Regions from separate parts of the Danio rerio genome. Here region 2 is linked to region 1. The links are chromatin contacts, called in public HiChIP or PLAC-seq maps. All regions are on one chromosome and are shown on one strand. Each heading gives the region's core, a stretch centred on a gene start, on an enhancer-like site or on the middle of the called end of the contact. The rest is flanking DNA. Distances are from core to core; before and after follow the strand shown.

Evidence for each region. HiChIP or PLAC-seq counts read pairs in DNA pulled down with a chosen protein or histone mark.
Region 2: an H3K4me3 HiChIP or PLAC-seq map of embryo shows a contact between it and region 1, with 3 times the contacts expected there. The contact joins the promoter of mgst1.1 here to the promoter of lmo3 in region 1. A contact is called at or near these places in 2 of 4 datasets of contacts at active chromatin or transcription factors (embryo and gastrula embryo).

The regions. Positions count from the first base shown.
Region 1 is chr4:13,187,341-13,193,770 of GRCz12tu, forward strand. lmo3 (LIM domain only 3) reads left to right here and starts at 2,449. Exons shown (of 4, transcript NM_001020739.2): 1 at 2,449-2,660. All of the region lies in intron 2 of LOC141381601 (a long non-coding RNA gene), which reads right to left.
Region 2 is chr4:13,289,337-13,295,766 of GRCz12tu, forward strand. It overlaps mgst1.1 (microsomal glutathione S-transferase 1.1), which reads right to left and starts at 2,740. Exons shown (of 4, transcript NM_001005957.1): 1 at 2,685-2,740; 2 at 1,836-1,972; 3 at 801-892; 4 at 1-728. The coding sequence starts at 1,961. The coding sequence ends at 482. It overlaps mgst1.2 (microsomal glutathione S-transferase 1.2), which reads right to left. Exons shown (of 4, transcript NM_001002215.2): 3 at 5,106-5,200; 4 at 3,353-5,027. The coding sequence ends at 4,781.

The DNA of each region.
Region 1 (6,430 bases), core at 1,199-3,698:
CTTCATTTTAACGACGTCCGTTCGCGCCAAGTGCGCTCGCGCTTCCCGCCACGCGGCTGCGCGCTGTACTGTTTCACGCGAGCGTCACGTTACGTGACGGACGGCTGAGTTCACCTCACCCGGCACAGTCTGATGATGGCACTCTCTAGCTCATCACCCCCAATAATTCAGATATCTTCGGTGAATAATTGACGTGATAATGCGCGAGATGAAGTGGTGGCGGGAGGGTAGAGAAAGAAGAAGGGGTTATAGCGTCCCCTACTCTCCCTCTCTCTCCCTTTCCTTTTTACTCAGCTTAAAGCGTCTCCCCCGCAAATTGCATGATTACCAAGATAGCCCGCTTTGAAATAATTCAATCCATGACAAAACCTAATTACTGGCAGGTAATACCCTGTCAGCTTTAATGCATCTCATCACTCATAATGGAAGCGAGGAGCATTTTATGACCCATCTCATTACTGCTGTATTTTAGGCAGAGAGTGATTGGCATGGGGCCACAATCTTACCACTACCCAACTCTTGTTACCATCAGTTCTCCGTCTCCACATTCTCAGTTTAGTCACTTTTAAACTGCACACTACTTTTGGGCCATGACAGAAAATAAACTCTACACTGACTGTGTGATTATGTTTCCTTTTGTGCGTGTGTATGTGTGTGAGGAAGGAGGGTAGGTGGCACTGAAGGCCTGTGATTCATCCTACCTCGGCAACATGGGCATCAAGCAGTGCTAATTAGAGTGAACAGGTGTAACCAATGGGCGAGGAATAGCTTTAGAAACAGACTGTGGAGAAAAAAAACTGTGAAAACAGTGAAAATTATTAATCTCTCTCTCACACATGAATACACAGTTACAAGTTTTGTCCTGATATTTATGGACTTATAGCAAGTGGACAGCAATCACATACTGTGCGTGCCAGTTTATCTTCAGTTATCGAAAATATGTATTGTGTATCTGGCTAATACAGTTTGATTTAGGCCTCAACGGGTGCAGATGAACCAATAATGTGATTGCTGGAGAAAGAGATCTCACACACAAAGTGCTAGATTCTGTAGGTTTTTGCAGAGGTCATCAGATTAAGAACTGAAAAGGCTATTTTAAATGTGTTATTACATACAACATGATGTGCTTTTTACACTCTTCTCTTCATTGGTATGTTTTCACTTTTGTGAATAATTAGCATGTTGAAGTCAAAAAATAATCTGACTCTTAAATTTCTAGTGATTACAAATACTGACCCCAAGGGTGTATAATAGGCACCAGGGACACCTGAAAAGATTTAGAATAGGAAACACAATGAGCTACATCATGTGCACACACATTTCAAAAAGCACCAGCAGTATTGATATATTAAGTGACTTTAAAATGCATAATGTCCATGCTAAATGAAATCAAATGTAATATGAGTTTAATAAGAACATGGTTTGGTATTTGAGGCAAATCAATTGGAGTGCGGAGGTACATACAAGACAAAAGTTAGGGAATAGCATGTGTTTTTCAAATTACCCTAAATGGCTCCTATGATTAATTTGGTCTGTTCAAGCACAGTATACAAACTATTATTAATCACTGAATACTGAATGAATTGGGTGTGCTGATTCAATAGGAGACTGACATATTGAAAGATTTCAAAATGATGTGCTTAAGAATGCTGTAGAAGTCCAAATGAATGAGTTTGCGCATTTATGGAAACTGAGTGCCTCAACGTTTGTTTTTGGTATGTTTTAGCCATTTTGAGCTTTTTTGTAGATTAAAAAAAATTGATATTAGGTTTTCCTTATTCTGACATCAAATCCTACATTCTTCATAATATGTTAAATTATATGCACTTTCTACAAGCACTTTAACTCCATTGCAGCATCTTATATGCCTGTTTTTCAAACTAAACGCAGAAATAAAAGTTATTTGTGACACTCAAGGTTCTTGATAAAGGCACTAATGCGTAAAAGCATTTTTGTTGTTGTTGTTGTTGATGTAATTGGAATCTCTTTTTGTTTTTCTCAGAGTGTGTTTGCTTGCATTAGGATAATTAAGAGTAAAACAGACGCACGTGCACAAACAGCTGTCCATATACTGACAGACATGCATATGCATGCATAAATGTTTTATTAATCAGACCTATTCTGCTCTCACTATGTAGCAGCACGAAATTGTTGCCTAGCTGCTAAAACAAAGAGTGACAGAGAGAGAGAGAGAGAGAGTGTGTGTGTGTAAACGTGTAGTACAGAGCTCATAGCATGTTTTCGCGCGCGTCTCAGAGAGGTGCGCATTAAGTTTGTGTTAGCGAGCGCGCGCTCCGTTACTCCGGCTGTCGGTAATAACCGAATGACCTTTTCCTCCTCGTGTAATGTCTCACTGGTGAGGGATTGGGTTTGAAGATAATAAAGCTAGGCTTCACTATTCCTCGTTCCTCACTCACTGATGGGCAAGTTGTTGTGAGCCTTCTCAGAATACTCAATACATGACGGCTCGCGCGAGAACACCTGTAGCTTTTGGTGCGAACAACTACTCGTAGATGATCCATGTGGACCTCATTATTTTTAACCTGAAGATCACTCTTATCCGCGGTGCAATGTCAGATTCGTGAACTTTTGCTCCGAGGAATATTGAGTTGGAGTCGGTGCTATCCTAACTTAACCTTCTGCGTAACTTGGTCAAGAAGGTGAGTGTGCGCCGCTTTAATTGTCTTTACCGAACGCATTTCTTGTATTTCTTTTGGAGTTAAATACACGTACTGCTTAATGAACAGGGGTTGCTTTTATCGTTAGTGTTTAAGCTTCAGGTTTGCATGCGTCGGATCATTTGTGCACGTGATTCAATTAATTTCAGAATAAACTAATCCTGCAAAAAGCCAGGTGTGTTGTCATGTATGCACATTGTGGAGCATGCACAAAACGATTGTTTTTACACAATCTGTCTGCATGACAGGAACTAACAACAGATATTCAGAGTAAATATGGGTTCATTATGGGCATCAGTGGTTTAATGAAAAGCGTCTAACTTACACGTAACCTTTCCATTCCACAAAAGGTTTGTTATAGTAGTAAATAAGCATTCATATTATTAAATTGTTCAATGTTTTATAAGAAAACTGAAATATTTTATAAACAAACAAAACAAATTATTCCTCTGTGACTTCAGTGACAAACCACAGAAAACGTGATATATGCTTAAAACTGTAACATGGGATTGATGCATGTAGTTTATTAACACAAAAGTTATTGAATAAGAGGAACTTGGTGCATTTCTAGAGCTTGAAAGAGATTGCGAAAGCTGTTGGGTTGCATCCGTGTTTATATCCTAAAAATGTGGCACGAATCAGAAGATATGCAGTTCATGAATGCTTGATTGCGTTTTAGTATATGCGAGTTCCTGCATGTTGTCTCTTGTATACATCCAACTTCGTGCCTTTTACTGTAGCGCACTGAAATAGGCGAATAGCGAGAGGCACGATAGGATTATAAGATTACGGCGCGCGCGAAGGGGTAAAGCATATGCCTTTGTCATCCGCTGTCATTTGTTCGCCGCCACTTGCCTCGCCACGGCTGCTGGTCGATCTAATTTCATAGTCGAGCACTGTTGTGACAAACGGAGTCTTAACAGCGTGTGGCGCTGAGCGATAGCGGCTCGCTCGCTCTTTCTTTCTCCCTCCCGTGTTTTGTTGATTGGTGTTTTCGTCGTTTTCACTCTTTTCTGCCGGAGCGAGCTGGATTGTTACTTGTAACAAAAGCGAAGCACCCTCGCGCGCATACAGCTGCTCACTTCACGCGCATCTTTGGCTCGCGCCTCGTCTTGTTGCATGGTGTTTCTGGGAGCCGAAGCGGGTCAACCAATGCAGAAAAGGGAGAAAAGTTTCGGTAAGAGCTGCGTTTTGCATCATATCAGTGTGTGTGTGATGGTTTGGTTAAACGAGTGGCTGAGTACTTGGGATGTTTCCATGCGTAGTTTTGTCGCTGTGCAGCTGCATTTGACCGAGCCGACGCATTTGTCTCATTTCCCCGGTGTGAATTTTCGTGGTTTGCTTAGACAATTGTAAATAACGGGCTGTGGTGAGTCGCCGCGTATCATCGTTTCTAACACGTTAGCGGTTTCATTTCGTCGTTTTGCAAGCTGCAAATCTTATTGGCCTTTTCCGTGCACTAGGCTGCCATGGCAACAGTAATTAAACTGATAAGAGGGTGAAATGTCAGCATCTCCGGCTCGCGCAGCTGTGATGTGAAATCAAATTGGTACTTTGCGCCCGGTGTTTGCCAAGTCTCGCCTCGAAATTTCCCCCATCAGTATCCGCGAACAGGGAAGCGCACAAAGAGCATCACTATGCGAACGGGACATGATGAAATATCTGAGTGAGCAAAGACAAAAAAGACACCAATGTCCCGGGCCTATAGGGATGAGTAGCACATAAACGATTTTAGTTGCGAATTCTTTCGTGCGTAACGATCCCGTTCCGTTAATGCTGCTTTTAGCACTCCTGATGAAGAAATGCTGAACTGAGCTTCGTATTGTATTTACTTTGCTTAGACATCTATTGCCAAACCATGAGATCCATGCAGATTTTATATAGGCTAAACCTTATATAAACTTATATAACATATAAGAAATGTATTGTAGTTCTTTCCAAAGATGCGTTTATACAGACTTTATGAGATGTCACGTTTCAGAGCTGCAGAAATGCAGTCAAATGTGACGTGTTTAACCAATATAAAGATGCTAAATAAAAATTGTGACGTAACAAAAAACTGTGACAAGGCTTAATCCATTTAGTAAAATAAAACCAAGCCTGATACTGATTATAAAAATACCCCTATAATAAAAATAAATGACATTCGGTAAGTATTACACCTCACAAGCTTTAAATGGGCTATTACACTGTTATAATTGTTTCTTAATTTCAAGTGGAACATAACGAAAGTAATAATAACAGAAGTTCAACCAACCGTCATGTTACTCCAGGAAAAGCTCCAATGATTCCCTAATTTTGAATCGCTAAAAAGAATCGGCTCACAAGAGTCATTTGTTCAAAAGTCAAACTACACTATTAGCACTGCATGTCTCGGATTCACTAAAAACAACCGACTCATAAGGGTAACTCGATTTGGATTTAGGCTGTACTGTTCAACCGGTATGTTTCATATTCACGAAAACGAAACCTGAATCTAGAATCGAACTATATGATTCCGATTCACTAATAAGAACTTGTTCAAACGAGTCATGAGTTCATGATTTGAACTAAAATGACCATGCTAAGTGCAGAAAACAGTCTCAGTGTGGTTCAGGGCAGTTTTTCTGCATCAGTGGCAAAATCATTTAGTTTTTGTGTTTATAAAATGCCTACCCTGGCCCAATCCTCGTGTTAGAATAATCTTTTGTTCACTATTTGAAATAACAAAATCGATGAGGCCATGAACATCCCACACTCCTATTAGAGAACACCGAATTGGGCATCCAAGCTCTGAATAGAAGGTCTAGTTGGTTTGTTTCACAATCGATTCATTTGGGACTAACAGTGATTGCAGACGGAGGGGAGTCGAAACTCTAACTTCTTTAGCTTGGTAATGAGAGGCGGTGACTTTGTTGTGTTAACCAGACGAGCTAGGGCTGTGCGGATGAGTGGGACTGAACAAGGACGCATAGCAGAGGAAATCAGCCGTGTGCTTCTCTTACAATCCAATCCAGCCAATTAAAAGCTCAACAGCTTAAACACAATGGGACAAACAGTGCGGCGGTGCTACCTGTCTGATGTGCCTCCTTGCTGTTTTCCCCTCATCAAGCCCTCGCCTTTGAATAAACTCAAAATAAAGCATCATAAAAACGCCAGTGAGGTCGAAGGAATCATCATTATCCCTTGCCTCGTTTTCATTGAATGTTCCTACATCTTAACGAGCATGGTCTTACAGCAGAAAGAAGTTGTTCACAGTCTAAGCCTATGGTACTGCATCAGATATTTGCTCTAGGCTATAATTATGACCCTAGAGGGATCGGCTACCTGCTGTTCCTTTCCCTGCATTGTAATGCTCAGTTGAATTGAAACAATTTCACACCTGTCCTCAGTCTTACTAATTGGTGCACTGTCTTGTTTATTTTCTGTGAGGGCCAACTGCCACGCTTTTGGCAAATCATTTTTGAAAGTAATTATCGTCAAGGCCACATGTTAAAAAAAGAGAAGCGGCAAACTCTCTCTCTGTTAGCTATGGAAGAGTCTTAATGGTCTGCAAAAGTGTTGACATGCACGACTATTTAAAGGGATAGTGCAGCCAAAAATAAATTCTAACATCATTTACTCACCATTGTGCCATTCCAGACCCTTTCTTCCGTAGAATGCGAAAGCTGATATTACGGATGTTTCACTTTCATTGCATGTTTTACTTTTTTTCATCCAAACACTGAAGCTCTTGTAATGACACGAGGGTGAGTAAATGATTTTTGTGTGTG
Region 2 (6,430 bases), core at 1,490-3,989, 100 kb after region 1:
TTTTTGCCAAATGGTGTTTAACAGAGAAAGGAAATTTTCAGATAATATCTTTTCTTCTGGAGAAAGTCTTATTGGTTTTATTCCAGCTAGAATAGAAGCAGATTTAAATTTTTAAAAACCATTTTAAGGTCAAAATTGTTAAGCCCCTTTAAGCTACTTTATTTATTGCCTAAACAAACTATCGTTACACAATAACTTGCCTAATCACTCTAACCTGCCTAGTTGACCCAATTAACCTGGTTAAACCTTTAAACGTCACTTTAAGCTGTATGGAAGAGTCTTTATCTAGTAAAATATTATTTACTGTCATCATGGCAAATATAAAATAAATCAGTTATTAGAGATGAGTTATTAAAACTATTATGTTTAGAAATGTGCTGAAAAAAAGTCTTCTCTCTGTTAAACAGAAATTGGGGGGAAAAATAAACAGGGGGGGGGGGAATAATTCTGACTTGAGCTGTATATGAACGAGTGTTATTCATTAAAGAAAAAGAGCAGTAGTGAGCACCCTGTAGGCCATAGATAAAGTTGTAAGCAGCCCTACGCCAAAGGCTACACCTCTGGTAGGTTGCGGAAGAGCCATTATGTACGCGACTGTATGGATGAATCGGGACACTACAAACACCCGGAAGTGCAAAAGAGCAGTGGAGAGAACCGGCCCCGTCAGTGCATACAGAAGACCGATCACCACAAAAGGAACGATGCTTTCCAGGTCATTCAGATGGCATCTGGGATTCAAGAACAAAAACATGAGGAGGAGATCACCCAGTGATTGTGCAGTTTAACAAATAGAAGTTTACCGTCGCACTCTTTCCACATCTGGATCAGTCCTAACCAGTTTTTTCTTGTCTTCTGCTATTGCCATGGCGGTGTCCTCCAAGTTGGAGAAGACCTGAACAAATGGCATCATTAAAGGGATAGTTCACACAAAAATGTAAATACTGCCAACATTTACACATCCACCACTTGTTTAGAATTTGAGTTTCTGAACAATGAACATTGAATACTGAAAAAATGTTGAAGAGAGAAACAACTATTGACTTTAATAGTATTTTTTGTTCCTATAGTGGACGTAGATGACTTTTTTTTTACAACATTCTTCAAAATATCTTCTTTTGTGATCAACAGTACAAAGAAAATCCTAAAAGATGTGGAAATTTTCCTTTTAAGGTGTTGTTTACTCCTGGTATTAAGGTGTTTTAGTAGGTCAAATCACAAATAGTTTACATCTGTTTTAGTCCATCTTGGTTTTGTCCACTTTTCTGGAGTATTTATGGGCTTTATCTGAACATTTGATCTAATATTTCTACTTTGTGCCTCAATATCAGGTTTCAGAGTAAATACAGGAATTAGAGAGTGAAGTTCAATACCTTTTAAGACCTTTTTAAATACTTTTTCCATACATTTTAAGACCTTATAACCACTTTTCAACTGGAAACACTGACAAGATTTTAACATACTGTATATATACTAAGTATTAATGTAAGAAATTAATTCAGCACATAAAGAACTGCCAAAATAATGGTGTTGTCTTAGTAAACAAAGCAGCATGATGTCAAATCTACCAGGATTTCATTGATTTTATAAACTACAGAGGATCCTGATATTCGCAGATTTAATTCGGGCCAACTTTAGCATACATTGCATCATCTAAAATTTTATAAAATGTAATATCTTATTAAATAGCATTTAAGACTTTTTAATGGCATTAAATTTCTCTATAATGATTCATCAACTTTTAATACATTTTACAATCCCGCGGACATTTGTAACGTAATTTAGTTCAACAATTCACAAAGTCGTGTCAATAAATTGAGGACAAAAATAAAGTGTACCTGTTTTGTCAATCGCAGGTAAGAGGTCATGAGGCTCATGAGCATCATTTTGAGGATGACTATGGTTGCGTATGTGGAGAAGGCCAGAAAGACCTCACTGTCGATCATGTGCACAACTTCTGCCATCTTAGTTTAAACTGCAGATAAACACCAAACAATAAATTACACAAACATTATTCATTTGCATTGCTTTTAATGCAGAAAATCGCATGCAACAGTCTCACAGATGCATCATTTCATACCTGATACTGACTACTACAGATCTTGCATAACTTCTATACTGCACACAGCCAGTTTTACCAGTTTAGAAAAAACCACACTTGGCAGCTATAGGTTACAAAGTTTCAGAAAAGCAGCCAGTTTAAACAGGATTTTTCTGCATCATTTCAATCACAAAGCTCAAGCTCTAAAATAAAACTAGAGTTATAGCCTATTTACTTTGTTTACGTTACCAGAATTGGACTAACTGCTATAGAAATCATTCCGTTGTACTTTATTAACAGCTTACAGCTCAGTTTCTGTCCTAAAGTCCTGTAACAGAAACCAAGCAAATTCGCTTGTTTTCTGATTTTTCACGTCGCAGAATTGAAAGCATCTAACATTGCTGGCGTTTAATATTGTCACTTCACTAGTTTTCGCACTCATTCGTCGATTTGTTTGTTTATGCAACTTTAATGGAAACAATAGCGTAAAGCTAGGACGCCAGAGGCGGTCTCTCCGGAACTTCAAAAATGTGTAGATGCCTGTTTAAAAACGTGAATATTGAAAAAAATGATAACAAAAAGTGCACAAGCAAGACGACTGAGAGAATTATAAGCTGAAATATAAGCGTTTTGATGCATTTCTCACCCTTTTGTCGCCTCTCTGCTTTGCTTTCACAGCTTTTCACTCCTGAACTAACGCGTGAAGGTGGGCGTGTCAAGTAACCTACATAACTATAGCTAATAATAATAATAATGACACTCTGGCGAACTGTTATTGCTAATGTTTGTTTTGCACAATACATGCATAGCACGGAGCCCCTGAAGCGCTTTACTGTACTGTCTAAAAATAAACAAATAACTATATAAAACACAAAATGCCACTTATTGCGTGTTATTAATTAAGTGTAATTATTTACTAAAATATTTCAACATATATAAAAAAAATGAATGAACATTTTAATGTGAAATACAACACAAAATAGATTTAGATAGTTATAAAAAAATATGAAATAAATTTAATATGAAACAAGATTAAAATAAATACGATGTTTAATTATATAAAAAATAATATATAACTATATTATAATATAATATATAATTATCTAATATTAAAACAATTTGATTAAAATAAGTAAATAACTGTATAGATAGATAGATAGATAGATAGATAGATAGATAGATAGATAGATAGATAGATAGATAGATAGATAGATAGATAGAATCTATACTTTGGATATAATTTAATAAAGTACATACACTACCTGACAAAAGTCTTGTCGTCAAAACCCAGTTATAAGAGGAACAAACAATAACTTCACTTTAAGCTGTTTATTATTATTATTTTATTATTTATTATTCATTATTTTTCAGATGAATCATCTGTTAAACTGCATCTCAGTCGTCACAAATAGTGCAGAAGACCTACTGGAACCAGCATGGACCCAAGACTCTCACAGAAATCAGTCAAGTTTGGTGAAGGAAAAATCATGGTTTGGGGTTACATTCAGTATAGGGGCATGCGAGAGATCTGCAGAGTGGATGGCAACATCAACAGCCTGCGGTGTCAAGACGTTTGTGTTGCCCATTACATTACAAAACACAGGAGAGGGCAAATTCTGCAGGATAGCGCTCCTTCTCATACTTCAGCCTCCACATCAAAGTTCCTAAAAGCAAAGAAGGTCTGGTGCTCCAGGATTGGCCAGGCCAGTCACCCAACATGAACAATATTAAGCATGTCTGGAGTTAAAAGAAGGAGGCTGTGAAAATTAATCCAAAGAATCTTGATGAACTCTGGGAGTCCTGCAAGAACGCTTTCTTTTCCATTCCACATGACGTTTTTATTGTTATTTGAGTCGTTGCAGAGATGTATGGATGCAGTCGTCCAAGCTCATGGGATTCATACAAGATTTATAAAAAAAAAAAATTTCCACTGCACCATGACTTTATATTCTATACTGTACATTATTTCTGTTCTGGACATTACTTTTGTCTAAGCAAACTCAGACCTTACTGTCCAAATTTAATCATTAAAAATCGAGACTCGATCATATTTTATTTTGGTAAAATAAGCATAATCTAGAGGCCTTTGCCTTTCATATGAGCCACTTCTGATACCAAATGATCAACAAGAGGTCAAGTTATTATTGGTTGTTCCTAAGACACACACAGTGTTCTTTTGGGCATGATGAGTAATGGCATTGTGCCATATTACAGTCTAATTAACAGAATGCAACTTCATTGAAGATATGAAACAGCTTACGAAACAGCGCGGAATGTGCTGCATTATCATGAATAAACTTTGACTTGATTTAGAAATCAGTGACCCAATCTGTTCTGCGCACCCTTAGGAAAAGCCAACAAGACTATGATAGATGTTGCTAAAAATTCTGTAAAGTACTAAATTATGCAACGAAATGATCCCGTTCAAATTTTACAGAAAGGCAGGTCTGAGCACTTGGAATGCCTCCTAAAAAAACACAGATAGCAACGTCAGTTTAACGCCGAGTCATGGTGACAATGACCTGTTGACTGATAACAAACATTTGATAGAAGAAACTGACATTACAACAGCGGCTTCTTTCCAAATACCTGTATATTAATTGAAAATGCAGTTGAATGTTCACAGATTTTATTATCAATTGCATACACTAGAGTGAAATAAGAAAGTATAAAGCCAATAAAATCAAAAAATACAAAACTGGCCTCTACCATTCTGCGGCATACTGCAATGCAATGGCATCTTTACAGATAGAGAGCTGTGGTGAGCACTCTGTAGGCCATGGAGAAGGTTGTGATCATTCCCACCACCCAGGACAGACCCCTGCTGGGCTGAGGAAGAGCCAGCACGTATGACGCGGTGTGGATGAAACGAGAGCCTACAAACACCCGGAAGTGCAGCAGAGCTGTGGAGAGATCTGGACCGGTCAGTGCATACAGAAGACCGATCACCACAAAGGGAATGATGTTCTCCAGATCATTCAGATGGCACCTGTGGATCAATAGTGAACGTCACTTTAAAGTGGTTTCCAACAGGTTGAAAGAGGATACATTGGTGAATTGGCATTACCTTCGGACACGCTCTACGTCGGGATTGGTCTGAAGCATCTTCTTTCGCGCCTCTGGATTTTTGCTCATTGCAGTGTCCTCCCAGTTTGAAAAGGCCTGAATTATGAACAGAAATAAAGTTGAAGTCAATACTATTAGCACTCGGGTGATTTATTTATTTTTTTCAGATATTTGCCTAATGATGTTTAACAGAGCAAGTGGTTTTTCACAGTATTTCCTATAATATTTTTTTTCTTCTGGAAAAAAGTCTTATTTGCTTTATTTCGACGAGAATAAAAGCAGTTTTTATTTTTTTCTAAACCATTTTAGCATATTTTTTCAGCATATTTTTTTTAATTGTCTACAGATCAATCTGTCATCATGACAAAGATAAAATAAAATAGGTTTTTAGAAATGAGTTATTAAAACTTTCGGTTAAACAGAAATTGGGGAAAAAATAAACAAGGGGGGCTAATGATTCAGGAGGGCTAGTAATTCTGACTTCAATTGTGTATAACTATGCGTCAAACTGAAATGACCAAAGGATGACTGCAATTCCAAAGCAGAAGCAAATGCTTCGATTTTGATTAAAGGACAGCAAAACCTTTTATTTTTTTTATTATTCCGACTAACTTTGTTATAGTTTCACTTTAAGACTAACAATGTGTGTTAGTAAAATAAACAAAGTAAATTCTGATTTTATGCGGACTTTAAAGTCGCATTGCATTGATTTAAGTTGAGTCAACTCATAAAAGCTGCAGCAAGTCTTACAATTTTAAGTTTTTGTTGTTGTTGTTTTTAATTTGCAGTGCAAGTCAGAATGAACATACAAAATTACAAAGTACATGGTGGTGTTGTTGCTGTTCAGTTTGCCAACCCTTCTTCAAAAACGTTAACATTTACTTTACCAATTTTACATAATTTACACACACCTCCCTACAGGTACTGAAAAAAATTATTAAAGATGATTCCTTGAATTAACTTTTTTTTTAAGTTAAGGGTTTGTAAACAATTTGTTTATGTTGAATTTAAACAAATAAATTAAGTTTAACATTACTAAATTTAATTTGTTTGTTTAAATTCAACACAAATAAATTGTTTGTAACAATTTTGCAGACAGCATTTTTTTCAGTGTACTTAGTAAAAGTTGACAGTGCCAATGACTGGCCTGGCATATGTAAAACAGCATTTTTTGGAAGATTTCATGTATATTTGTACACTTTTTCTTTCTTTTTCTTTTTTTTTTTTTTGCTGCATGTTTAAGCTACTTATTTAAAATGCTATTTGATTTTAAGAATCAACACAATTTTTTTGATAAGTTTTTTTTTTTTGGGACAACTTACTTGT